2 separate regions of the Pan troglodytes genome follow, and region 1 is linked to region 2. Evidence: chromatin contacts called from public HiChIP or PLAC-seq data. All regions are on one chromosome and are shown on one strand. Each heading gives the region's core, a stretch centred on a gene start, on an enhancer-like site or on the middle of the called end of the contact. The rest is flanking DNA. Distances are from core to core; before and after follow the strand shown.

What was found. HiChIP or PLAC-seq counts read pairs in DNA pulled down with a chosen protein or histone mark.
Region 1: a contact with region 2 is called in an H3K4me3 HiChIP or PLAC-seq map of stem cell-derived excitatory neurons, with 6 times the contacts expected there. The contact joins the promoter of S100PBP here to the promoter of AZIN2 in region 2. A contact is called at or near these places in 1 of 7 Hi-C or Micro-C datasets (stem cell-derived neural progenitor cells) and 1 of 1 datasets of contacts at active chromatin or transcription factors (stem cell-derived excitatory neurons).

What each region holds. Positions count from the first base shown.
Region 1 is chr1:198,150,785-198,154,501 of NHGRI_mPanTro3-v2.0_pri, reverse strand. S100PBP (S100P binding protein) reads left to right here and starts at 2,190. Exons shown (of 8, transcript XM_054665446.2): 1 at 2,190-3,075. YARS1 (tyrosyl-tRNA synthetase 1) reads right to left here and starts at 2,305. Exons shown (of 13, transcript XM_001164500.6): 1 at 1,933-2,305. The coding sequence starts at 1,989.
Region 2 is chr1:197,892,365-197,896,312 of NHGRI_mPanTro3-v2.0_pri, reverse strand. AZIN2 (antizyme inhibitor 2) reads left to right here and starts at 1,579. Exons shown (of 9, transcript XM_016958601.3): 1 at 1,579-1,716; 2 at 1,810-1,930.

The DNA.
Region 1 (3,717 bases), core at 941-3,440, 260 kb before region 2:
AGGAGAATCACTTGAGCCCAGGAGGCAGAGGTTGCAGTGAGCTGAGATTGTGCCATTGCACTCCAGCCTGGCCGACGAGAGAAACTCCGTTCCAGAAAAAAAAATCCCCAAAACAAAAAACCCAATTGAGTCAATTCTAATAGTTTTGTGTATTTTTAGTCTCCAACCAGCACTATTTTATGGAGAGAGAATAGGAAACAAAGAATCTAGCTAGGGGAAGCATGCAAAAACCTTTGGTTAAGACTAAGTTGTAAATGGAATAATCCAAATGTCCATCAACTGATGAACGGATAAACAAAATGTATATCCATACAACAGAGTATCATTCAACCATAAAAAGGAATGACGTTCTGCTAGGTGCAAATACTTGCATGAACTTTGAAAACATTATGCTAAGTGCAAAAAGTCAGACACAACAAACATATTGTATGATTCTAGTTACAGGAAATGCCCAGAATACGCAAATACCTGGAGACAGAGAGTAGATTAGTGTTTCTCTAAGGCTAGGAGTAGTGGGTAATAGGTAGCGTCTGCTAACGGGTGCAAGTTTTATTAGATAGTGTGATGGTTGTGGCCGGGCGCCGTGGCTCACGCCTGTAATCCCAGCACTCTGGGAGGCCAAGGAGGGTGGATCACGAGGTCAGGAGATCGAGACCACCCTGGCTAACACGGTGAAACCCCGTCTCTACTAAAAATACAAAAAATTAGCCAGGCGTGGTGGCGGTCACCTGTAGTCCCAGCTGCTCGGGAGGCTGAGGCAGGAGAATGGCATGAACCTGGGAGGCGGAGGTTGCAATGAGCCGAGATTGGGCCACTGCACTCCAGCCTGGGCGACAGAGCGAGACTCCGCCTCAAAAAAAAAAAAAAAAAAAAAAGATAGTGTGATGGTTGCACAACCTTGTGAACATACTAAAACCCACTGAATTGTGCTCTTTAAAAGGGTGAATTTTATAGTATGTGAAGTACATCTCTAAAAAGAAAAAACAGAACAGGCTGTGTGGCCCAACTGATTTATCACTACTCTTAGAAGGAAGCCCAATTTAAAATTGAACAGAATAAGGCCTGCAAGGCTCCCGTGACTTGGTCCCTGCCTACCTCTCTTAAACAAATAAATAAAATGTATACTATGTAGAAACAATAACAAAAAAAAGGCAGAGCAAGGTATGGGGCAGTTCTGGTGCCAGAGGGTTTGTTATTTAAATAAAGTGGTCGGAAATCATGCGTCCCTGATAAGGTGACAACAGTCAGAAGCCTGAAAAAGTTAAGGGGTAAGCAATATAAATATTTAAGTGCTTCCTCATAACTTTGCTCACTCCACTCCAGCTAAATTTGCCACAATTTCTGTTTCCTCCATCTGAAATGCTCTCCCTCTTTATTCTTCCATTCTTCCTCTGGTTCACTTCTACTCCTGTAGTTCTTGGTAACAATCGGAACATTTGTGGAGTGAGGGGGGGGATCCATTTCCTTCAAGGCGCAGTTTGGAGGTCACTTCCTCAGGGAAGCCTTCCCTTCTCTCTTTCCCTTTAAAGCTCCCAGTATAGCATCTTCCAGTACTTACTTGAACCGTAATGGGTCATTTTAAACGTCTGATCCCCTTCAGACAAGCTCTGGCAGGCCCTTGACGTATCCCCAGCGACTAAGCACCACGTCTGGCACTTAATAGGGGGGTGGAATGGGAGTCCTGGATTCAAAGTTTGGCTCCAACACAAGACAACTGGACGCAAGAGGTGAGCCCACTGTGATTTCTGGGGAACCCAGGGAAGGGCTGCTTGATTGACTGACCGACCAGCAGTGAGATCTACAGGCTCTCTCAGAGCTGCGCCAGCGCCGAGTCCCCGGCCCCACATACTTAGAACCCCGTAATGGGGCTCAAAATCACTGAACCTCGGGCTCCTAATCCCCAACGGCGCATTTCCAACCCCCAGGCCTGACCTGCAGGTTCCGGGTGATAAGGTGCAGTTTCTCTTCAGGGCTGGGAGCATCCCCCATGGCTCCGCTACCCCTGCTTCCCCCGCTCAGCCCGGCACCAGAGCCCCTTCCTGGGTCACCGTCGCCGCCGCGTGCCGGGAACTGTCACGCGAGTCCAGCCAGGTTGCATCAGCTGGGCTCGGCGCTCCGCTTGCTCGGCCTGGACCCCTCCGGCAGCGGCCGGAAAAAGTGAGGAGCAGCAGAGAGTCGAGCAGGTCGATGAGACGGGAAAAGGTGGAGCCAGTGGGCACGGTGGGCGGTGCGGAGGGCGGGGCTGAGGCGCCTGAGCGGGGCACAACCCTCCTAGAGGCGGGACGGTTTCCTGCCAATCACTGCTGGTTTGCCCTCCCCCTGGTTTTGGCCCGGCTGACTCGGGGTAGGGGAGGTCGGGGAGGGGGCGATAAAATGGCGCAGGGGGCGGAGTGAGGCGCAGTCGTTCGCCCAGGCTTTGGCCCGGCTTCCGGAGGTGAAGAGCGAGAGGGACGAGGGGGTCGGCGTTACCCGGCTTGGAGGGGGATGGGGGCGCCTGTTGCTTCTCCAGGGGGTTGCGCACGCCGTCCGCCCCTTGGAGGGATTGGGAGGCCCACGCCCTGCTGCGAGAAGGGCGCGTTCTAGCTCCTGAGGTGATGGCGAGGGAATGTCCCTGCCCCCCCACCTCCAAGTCGGCGGGCGACAGATGCCCCTCACCCCGCTGAGGAAAAGGGAAGCTCCCTGGTCGTCTGAGAGTCGGGGAGCGCCGTCTGCAGTCCCTGCCCAGTGGGGGTGGGGGCCGCCTCTGTCCCGGCCGGCTCGGCGGGAGGTTGTTGCTGGCGGGAAGATAGCCGCGGGCTTTTCTGCCGCGTCTCGCGGGTGGGGGCAGGAAGAGGACGACCCATTCCCCGGGGAGATCTGAGGACGGTGGTCCCCGGGAGAGGAGCGCACAGCCCAGGCCTGCTGAGGGGCGGGTTTGCCCCTACTGGGGGAGGGGCGGGGAGAAAACTCTCGCTTCTCCCGCTTTCCGCCGGAAGGCGGGAATTCGCGGTGTCCCCGGGGGAGGGAGACGCAAAGGCCCTTCCTGGAAGGCGACACCGTCCCGGGCCGTTGCATTTGTGAGAGAGAGCCAAGGCAGTATCCTCCAAAGGTTGGGCCTGGGCCACCCTTTCTCCGGCTTCTCAAGGGCTGGAGGCGGCGTCACCAGTTACTTCCAGGGCAAGAGGGAAAGCAGTTATTACCTCAGTGGGCCCTGGAAAGGTCCTAGAAGTGGTTGAATTGCCCACGGCCTGCCCTAACCTGATCTCCGGTGTTTTGTGTATTTATTAGGGACTCCAAGCTCTAGCAGACCTGCCTGAAGTGTTTTAAAGCACATTTTCTTTTTGAAAAGAAACCTGTTGCTGCAGCTTAGCGCATCTGTTCTCTGTGTCCATGTGGGAGGAGAATCCTGGCACCCTCATCTAGTGAAATGTTACCTAAAGCAAAGATTTGCAGCCCTGGGTTGTTTTTTCCGTCCTGCAGTGTTTTTAGTTACTTCGAAGGAATTTGCAAAACTGTTACAGATAATTTCAGTTCTTTTTGATTTTTTGTAAATGTTGTGCCTATTTTATGGAGTGATAAAGCCTGCTGAGTGCGTTTCGTGCTGTGTGCTTCACATGTATTGCATTTGGGAAAGGTTGGAAATCAAAGGCCAGGGGGAGGTCTTGTCCATTGGAAATAATCTCTGCTCTTGGCTGTACCTGTCAGACACTGCTTGGTAATGGTCTTCACTTTAGAGCT
Region 2 (3,948 bases), core at 330-2,829:
CCCAGCTACTTGGGAGGCCGAGGTTGGAGGATCACTTGAGCCTGGGAGGTGGAGGTTGCAGTGAGCTGAGGTCATGTCACTGCACTCCAGCCTGGGTGACAGAGCCAGATCTTGTCTCAAAAGAGAAAAAAAAAAAAAAAAAGCCCACAGCCTAGCAGGAGACATGAAGACATATGGTAGACCAAAAGCCCTTTGGCTTCATTGATTTGAAATGCTGCCTCCATTGTGTACCAATCTCCAATGTATATGGGACTGTTGTAGACTCTGTTCTGTTTTACCACTGTCTCTTCCTGCTCCAGCACCATACTGTTTTAAAGACTGTAGTTTTGGCCGGGCACGGTGGCTCACGCCTATAATCCCAGCACTTTGGGAGGCCGAGGCGGGTAGATTACTGGAGGTCAGGAGTTCAAGACCACCCTGGCCAATATGGTGAAACCCCATCTCTACTGAAAATACAAAATTAGCTGTGTGTGGTGGCATGCGCCTATAATCCCAGTTACTTGGGAGGCTGAGGCAGGAGAATCGCTTGAACCCAGGAGGCAGAGGTTGCAGTGAGCTGAGATCGTGCCATTGCACTCCAGCCTGCGCAAAAAGAGTGTCTTGACTGTTCTTGTACACTTACTTTTCCAGATGAACTTTTGAATCAGCTTTTGAGTAACACAGCTATTGAATCTTCCTCAGCATTCTTGTCTATGCCAGGCACCAGGCTCTTGAGCAGGGTATTCAGTCCTTGCCCTTGGGAAATCACAAACTAGATGCAAAGTGTAACCAAACAAGAAGTGTAAAATAACAACAGGAATCTCACGCTATGGGTAACAAGAACCAAATGAGTGAGGGGTCCAGACAGACTAAATGCTGTGTTCCTTGGGGGGAGGCAAGTCATGGAAGGTTCAACAGAGGTGACATTATACAGGACTTTGATGGGTGAGCAGCAGCTTTCGGTATAGAAGAAATGCTTTGAGTTGAGGAAGTCCGGGAAAGCTTCTTGGAGAAGGAGACACATTTCTACTGAGAGATGAGTAAGAGTTTGCCGGGTTCAGAGGATGGGATAAAGGGAGGGATTGCCCTGAACTGGGAAAGTCACAAAAAGGTTCTCTGAAGACATTTTAGATGCGTTTTGAGTTGGAGTCGGGGAAGATGCCTGGAAGAGGCAATTAAATAAAAAGAATTTTATTACAAAAGTAATACAAGGACATGTCATTGGAACTGGGTTTCGAGAGATGAGTGAGCAGTTCCTGACGCAGACAAGAGCTGGACCACGAAGTAAGTTGAGGCAGAGGCAGAAAAGGCTTCCTGGTCCTGCCCACTCTCTAAGACTAAGATGCAGGGTCTAAGTGTCTCACCCGCGTGGCGGCGGCCCTGTAGTTCTGATTTCCAGCGTGAGGTAGCCACCGCCAAGCCTCCGGGGGAGAAGACTGCGGTAAGGGCGAGCAGAGCTGAGTACTTTATGTCGGAATCGACCAATGGGATGGCGGCACCCGGTTGCCAGGGCTACGGCCAAGCGGAGGCAGGGCCTCGGCACTATGGGCGGGGCCTGGGCGGGGTTATATAAGCCAGCGGCGGGCGGAAGGCGGGGCGAGGGGTCGGTGGCTGCTGGGCTGGCGGGGCGCGGGCCGCGGGACCCGAGCCCGGGGGAGCGAGAGAGCGGAGGCGCCGAGGATCCGATTCATTCGCTGGGGAGACCTATGGGCCGAAGCCGTGTAAATGCGTTTTAAGGCGAGTGCGGAAAGTGGCCTGGGGAGCCTCGGGGAGCGGACGCCCTCCGCCCTGGTGCTGACCTGCCCCCCTGCCCCTTCTGCCTCCTGTCAGCAGGGGCCTCGGCTCCGCAACTGCCACTCCTCCTCGGGGTGTTGCACAAGTTTCGAGGTCACCGGCGACCCCCCCTAGCAGCGCTCCTGGCTCTGGCCCCCGCGAAGGAGGACGGAGTTTGGTAAGGGGCCCTGGGGGTTGGGGGGACCTCAGCCCTGCACTTTGTAGGAGTCACTCGGACAGAAAAAACCTCGGCCTTCCGTTCTCTCCCAGGAGCTTGCGGCCCCCACCCACCGCGTGGCGTCCCCAGGCACGCCTAGAATTGTAGCATCTCAGGATCAGTCCAGCCCCCATTTACAATTGGGGAAACTGCGGCTCCGAAAGGGTCAGAGGGTACCCGAGGTCAAGCAGTAGAGAGCGGACTCGAACTTAAGCTCTTGCTCTTAGGCTGAGACGCCTTGGTGTGGCCACTGGCTACCCTCTAGGTGGGCGTGGTCAAGACTGGGGGCGCCCTGGAAACTTCCCCACCCAAGTTTCTCAGATTTTCTGTTCCATCTCTCTCTCACTCTTTCCTGAAATCCAGAATTTCAGAACTGGGAAGGCTCTCCAAAACAATTCATCCATTTTACAGAGGGAGTAACTGACTCGGAGAGGCAGTGACATTTGGGCATACGGTGCCTTGTCTCCGTCTGAAATCCGGGATTCTTGACTTTCTCCACCCTTGCCCAGTGAACCCCGGGCTTGTGCTGGGGGCGGGTTGTGACGGGATTGGGATCCCTGGCCTCGGGAGGCGAGTGGGGCAGCAGAGCCGGCCCCCCAGCGGTTCCCTTCATCTCCCCCCGCCCCGCAGTGTGTTGCATACTTTCTAAGGCGGCGGCTGCAGCAGCGGCTCCATCCAGCCCGTCAGCTCCTCCTGCAAGGCATGGCTGGCTACCTGAGTGAATCGGACTTTGTGATGGTGGAGGAGGGCTTCAGTACCCGAGACCTGCTGAAGGAACTCACTCTGGGGGCCTCACAGGCCACCACGGTGAGGGGCTGGGAATGGGGGTGGGTCCCCGGTCCCCTGTACAGATCAGCTGCCTCCTCAGGAAGGGTCCCTAGGGCCCTCATCTTATCCTTTCGCTTATTTGGTATGCAATCCTTGCTATTTGCAAGAGAGGGGCTCAATTTATCCCCAATTCTTGGTCCTTGCCCCCAAACCTGCCCCTCCTATGTTGCCTTTTTACCCAGCCCTCCAAGGTCAGAAACGGGGGATTCCTTTCCTGCTGCCCCCTCTCCCTCACCGCCCACATCTAGGCATTACCAAGCTCTGTGAATTCTGCCTTCTTAAATAAGCCTCCAGTGTGCTTATGTGGAACCTCGCTTTCTAGTTCAGTCTTCCTCTCTCCAAAGGCCCCCTGATCTCCCGGTCTCATGCCACCCCCTCCAAAGGTATCATAGTCCTGTTCAAAATCTGAATTTGGCAATTCTCCACTGCCTACAGGATCAAGTCAGAGCTTCCCTGCCTCCATAGCCCCATTCCCAGCTTTCCCCACAGTATATATTATGCTCCTTCGGAGCTGAATGACTCAATTTGCATTTCCCAATGATGCCGTGTGCCCTATTACCATGCCTTTGCCCAGGCTGTTCCTTCTGCCTGCAGCATCCTTCTCTCAGCCTCTCCCCTCTTTACCCCTTTCTAGTCATTCCTTGCTTCTCATCAGTGTTGCCTTTCCTGATCGCCCCAGGCAGATTTTGTATTTTCTTTCTCCATGCCCCCGCATTGCACCTTGTAGAAACTGCCATCTAACATCTGCTGAATGGACTTGTAAGTACTTAAGGGGTTCCTTTTCTTCCAGACCCAAGCTCCTTCAGAACAACAGTACTGTTTGGTCATCTCTGTCCCTTAGCATAACGTTTGGCACCAAGTGGGCATGAGTAAAAAAGTGTTGCATGAAAGGGAAACTCAGAGTCCCAGGGAAGCAACTCTGGAAGGGTCCCTTCCACATTTAAGTAATGTGGTCTCACCCACAGCCTCATACATGTTTGGCCTTTAGCACATCTACAATGAACAGTTGTCCATAGGGATAGGTTGCAGTGTCAGTGGGACTAGCTTAAGGCTTCATTGAGCACCTGTGTTTGGAAGGCAGTGAGCTGTAGGTCATAGCTTCTGCCTTTAGGGAGTTTACCCTTTTCTAGAATGGACAGATGCATATGCAG